2 separate regions of the Gossypium hirsutum genome follow, and region 1 is linked to region 2. The links are chromatin contacts, called in public Hi-C maps. All regions are on one chromosome and are shown on one strand. The core of a region is the stretch at or near the end of the contact, and the rest is flanking DNA. Distances in the headings are between cores, read along the strand shown.

What was found. Hi-C and Micro-C count contacts between places; a contact is called where the count stands out from the background.
Region 1: a contact with region 2 is called in a Hi-C map of leaf, with 2.6 times the contacts expected there. The contact joins the promoter of LOC107893513 here to the enhancer-like site in region 2. A contact is called at or near these places in 7 of 34 Hi-C or Micro-C datasets (anther, callus, fibers and 3 more).

What each region holds. Positions count from the first base shown.
Region 1 is chrA13:91,870,768-91,873,467 of Gossypium_hirsutum_v2.1, forward strand. LOC107893513 (protein CWC15 homolog A) reads left to right here and starts at 1,353. Exons shown (of 8, transcript XM_016818531.2): 1 at 1,353-1,541; 2 at 1,935-2,101; 3 at 2,462-2,568; 4 at 2,678-2,700. The coding sequence starts at 1,971.
Region 2 is chrA13:91,763,880-91,766,579 of Gossypium_hirsutum_v2.1, forward strand. It overlaps LOC107895169 (a long non-coding RNA gene), which reads left to right. Exons shown (of 2, transcript XR_001683434.2): 1 at 1-533; 2 at 789-1,063. Among protein-coding and RNA genes, the nearest start is that of LOC107895169, 3.8 kb to the left of the region's middle. Within about 2 kb of position 1,447, at least 2 of the 9 cell types and tissues checked have an H3K27ac peak or open chromatin away from gene starts, as enhancers often do.

The DNA.
Region 1 (2,700 bases), core at 103-2,602, 110 kb after region 2:
TATGAATCCGTTTGTGAATTAAATTACTTGTGACATTTATGGTGTGATTTACCTAAATCCAGAGTTAGTTACTAGCCATGCGTATGCAACTCATGTGCTTTAATATAAGTGGATGCTTATGCTCTAAAGATTATTGAGCCCATAGCTGGTATGTTGGGTACATGACTTGTGTATGGCATGGCTTTTCTAGCAACAATGGAATTCATAGCTCAATTAAAGAGTTAATAATATCCTCTCATTGGCATTATATAGACTGATAAATAAGGAATGTAGCCATGGGTTGCTTATTCTCAAGCAATTTATCACAGTCATTTGTTGACAATGATCATATTAATCATTAAGAAGACACAATGGTGACAATGAGATAAAATATGATTGTATTGAGTGAACGGACTTAACTCAAAGGAATTAAGGATATCATATGAGGGTGACACACACATGACGAGGTCATTGGACAAAGTAGTTAGATGAATTACTTTCATAAAGAGTATACAATAAGGAGTTTTCAATCATGTTACTTCTTGTTGACTAACTTCATGATTAAGTAATTGCGAATTATCGGAACGAAGCTTCTGTATATAATTGCAAACACTAAAGCCTAATTGTATATGTTTGATTGGTGCCTCCGCTAGCTCAACAAAAGCTTGATCGGACTGTATTTGAATCAGAAGAAAATTTTACGACTTTGGGAATAATTTAATTGAGTCAATTTATTCGATAGGGAATTAAATTAGGCGGTCATAAGAATTGTTTAACTAGATAATTTAATTAAAGAATTTTCTTGAAAAATTAATTTGGAAAATCAAAGTGATTTTTGGAAAAATTTATTTTGATCAAGTAAAATTAACTTAATCAAATTAATTAAAATTAATATGATATTTTTGAAAGTTAATTTTTAAGTTAGACAATTGGCCCAATGGGTAATTGAATTTGAAAATTGACCCTAAATCATAAATTGGGCCCGAGAGCCCAAAATCGAGACCAAGGCCCAAAAAATGATTGAACTTAACGAAAAAAAAGGAAATAAGAAAAAATAAAAAGAAAATGGAAATAATTTTTAAAAATATTTTTATTGCTTTTTAATATATTTTTAGATTATCATTATGCCACGTGTCATAATTCTATTATGCAACCTACCCCAAACTTAACGAGGTTAAAAAAATACCAAACTAGTTAACGAGAAAAAGTTCGGGTACCAATCTGAAAAAAATGGACAAATTTGAGTACCAATTTTATATTTAACCCATAAGAATATTATAATTAGTATAGATGTTAAAAATAATTGGGCTTAAATATATGTTGAAGGCCCGAACAAGGCTTTAATCCATGAATTAAAGAGGTACGATTGGCCTGGTCTTCAAATTTTAGACCCGGGTCAAACAACCGGTTTAGGAAACGATAACTTTCTGACCCAGATCAGAAAACCGACTACCATTGCATTATTTATATTACTATTCCGAAGGTCAGGTTTTCCTTTCATCCTTTATTTGGGTGTCTCGATTTTTCTCGTCCAATCCAATTTGTTGAGGAATCAGACAAAGGTAAAAACTCTGAGTCTTCCTTTGATTTTAATTAATTTTGTGTTTTAGGGTTTGATTTGATTGTTGGATTTTTTTTCTCGTTATTTTTTCTGTTTGTTTGCTGAGAAAACCAGAGTTGAAAACAAAGAAAGTCGGTTCTTTGAATTAAACGTTTGTTTTCTCGTTTTTGGGTATGCATCGATTGTCCAATGAGTTAGGGCTTTTGCGCTTTTTCGTTTTTCATACGATTAAGTTTTGATTTTTAAATGCAACCAATTCTTCAAGTATTTGACTCTTCTTTCGTATTCCTAATTGTAAATTTTGGAACTTTTAGCCTCTTTCTTTGATACCCAGAAGATCATGTTTTTTTTCCGATTATTTTGTTTTGATTGTTATAAGAATCTGTGATGGCAGGTTTAGGTTATTTGCTGATAATATTTTGAAGAAAACATGACAACTGCTGCTAGACCGACATGGCAACCTGCCAAAGGTGGGAATGAACAGGGTGGCACTCGCATTTTCGGCCCATCTCAGAAGTATTCGTCGAGGGACCTTGCTGCTCATACTACTCTAAAGCCTAGGTGAGTCGTTTGTAACATCTTTATAATGCATATATTTGTTTTCATATGTCTAAGTATTAGGGTATCAACGGCCAAAAAGAGGGAAAAAGAAAGGTATCAAAACATGTGACAGTAATATTGTGAGCTTTGCTATTGAGATACATATTTATATGGACTGAAAATAAATTGTGTTTGTTCATTGAATATGGTTAGATATTCTGGTTTGCTTCTCGTTCTCCTTTATGTTGTTGAAGTAAAGGTTTATTTTAGAGAGTTTCCTTAACCAAAACCATACTTCTAGGCATTTAGAAATGTATTGTAACGCTACTTGTATTATACATGAGCTTATTTATGGGTTTGTTTTGCACATGTGAAATGCAGAAAGGATGGGCAGGACACCCAGGATGAGTTGCAGAAGAGAAACCTCCGCAATGAGCTTGAAGAGCGTGAACGGAGGCATTTCTCATCGAGGGACAAGTCCTATAATGGTAAAGAGAAAAACATTTTAGCAACTGTTTTTTGTATGTTGCATGAATTATCTTCATCTTAAATTTCCTATGTTTTGGTTCTTAATATGTGAGTATATTTTTTTTGTAGATGACAGAGATCATAGGAAGGGA
Region 2 (2,700 bases), core at 197-2,696:
CAAATTTGGAACAGTTTAAGATGGTGGTATAAAAATGGAATAAAGATGTGTATGGGAATATTTTTGCTAGAAAGAAAGAACTTATTATGGAACTAAGTCGAGTCCAGAGAATTTTGGAACTTTGATTTTCACCACATTTGATCTCACAAGAAGCTGAAATTCTAAAAGAAATTGATGACATGAAAAGCTTTTATGGTTTCAGAAGTCCCAATTTGTTTGGCTGACAAATGGTGATAGAAATACTAAATATTTCCCCAATCGCGCGAGAACTAGAAGGAAGTCTAACGAAATTGAAGGGTTAATAATTGGCAATGGAGTTTGGTGTTTTGATGATGATAAGTTAAAACAGCATGCAGTGGGTTACTTTCAGGAACTTTATACGGCTAGGCTTAGGGTTGCGGGAACCTTTTCATGTCACGGCATGTTTCTTTTACTTTCACTGAATGATCGTGATCTTCTGTCAATGGAAGCTACAAGTGAAAAAATTTATAAGGCGGCTTCTAGTATGGCACCTCCGAAGGCACCCGGAATAGGTGAGTTTCATGTGAACTTTTACTAGTCCTAATGGAAAATGATTGGTGAATCTGTGTGTGCTCTAATTCAGAAAGTATTTAGGGGGCATTGTTTTTATCCTAATCTTAATAAGACTTTGCTTGTGTTGATACTAAAAATTCAAGGTCCTCAGTATATATCCCAGTTTCGTCTAATTAGTTTATGTACCGTGTTGTATAAATTATAACCAAGACTATTGTAAACTGACTTAGACCGATCATGGCTAACATTGTCAGTCCAAATCAGACAAGTTTCATTAGAGGGAGAAGCATTTCTGACAAAATTATCATTGCATAGGAGGCGATCCTATACTATGAAGACCAGGAAAGTGAAAAGTCGTTGAATGGCTCTGAAGCTTAATTTGGAGAAAGTGTATGATAGAATTCGTTGGGACATTTTGGAAAATACCATGATTAATGCAGGTTTTCCATTTGTTCTTGTACGAGTAATTATGAATTATGTAACTTCATCATCTATGCAGATTCTTTGGAATGGGTCAGTTTTAGAACAATTCTATCCCACGCGAGGACTACGACAAGGGGATCCCCTATCACTGTATTTATTTGTATTGTGTATGGAACGAATTGGTCATCTAGTTAAGAATGCGATTAAGACAAAGAAGTGAACCCTTTACCTTTCTCAACACAAAGATCGAAGCTTTCACATCTCTTCTTTGCTGATGATTTAATCTTATTCTGTAAAGCGGATAGAGTTGAGGCTGCACATGTTAATGTTGTTATCAATACGTTTCGTGGGTTTTCTGATCAAATGGTTAACAGAAATAAAACGTAGGTTTTCTTTCCATAAACACCTCGGGGAAATCACTAGCGTAATATGTGAGGATATTGGAGTTTCAAGGGTAGATGATTTAGGGAAATATCTCGGCATGCCTATTTTCAATCAAAGAGTCACAAAGGGTACCTTTAGTTTTGTAGTTGATAAGTTTCGTAGTAAGTTCAGTGGCTAGGAGGTAAGAAACATTTCGATGGTAGGAAGAATCATTTTGGTCAAATTAGTGTTTTTAGCTATACCAAGTTATTTTATGAGTTTTGTTTGGCTTCCTATATCGGTTTGTTTGAAAATTAAGAAAATAGCAAGAGAATTTATTTGGGGATCTGATGCGGAGATAAAGAAACCTTCTTAGCTGAATTGGTCAGATTGTTGTAAGCCATTGGACATTGGTGGACTTGGAATCAAAAACTTAGTGAATCAGAATAAAGCCTCCCTACTAAAATTGAGATTTGACATTGTTGCTAATTTGAGAAAATTGTGGGTGCACGTCTTAAGAAACAAGTATAATGTTCAAGGGATATTACTACAAACAATTTGGTAAGTGGTTGTTCATTCATTTGGAGATCAATTATGAAAATTTGGCCAGAAACCATTACTAATACTTTCTAATTGATAGATGATGGCCAAGTGGTAAATTTTTTGAATGATACATGGCTTAGGCACATTGGTCTTCCTAAGGATCTGTTTCAGGGACCTGGTGTACTGGATGAAACATTGAGAGCCTGCGATATGACGGATGTTTCAGGTAAATGGGATTGGGCTTGTATTATCTCGTTTTTTCCTAACCATGTGATCAAGCATATTACAATTGTGCTTCCGCCTTGTACGAATGTAGATTTAGACTGCATTTAGTGGAAGTGGTTGACAAGTGGCCTTTTCTCTTCAACTGAAACATATAAGAATTTGACTGATTTTGGTAATGTTAACCTATCTATTAAGTGGAAATTTATTTGGAAGTGTAAGGCTCTACAAAGAGTTCGTGTATTTCTATGCTTGTTGTGGCAAGATAGGATTCTGATTAATGAGAAGCGAGCTCAACAACATATGCCTATTGAAGACTATTGTGTTTGTTGTGGATTTCCCATTGAGACTAGCCTACATGCCATATGAGATTGTGAGTTCTCAAAAGTCGTTTGGAAGACGATAATTTCTAATTCAGTCAGTAATATGTGGTTAACCAAGAACTTGTTATCTCAAGAGGAGTTGACGGTGAAGGAGGAAAATTGGTCGACTTTGTTTGCAATAATGTGTTGGCTATTATGAAAATGCCGAAATAATTTCATTTTCAATAATAGCCATAGTAATATTAATGGTGTTGTAGGTATGGGTTTAGCTTGGACTACGAGCTTTGTAAAC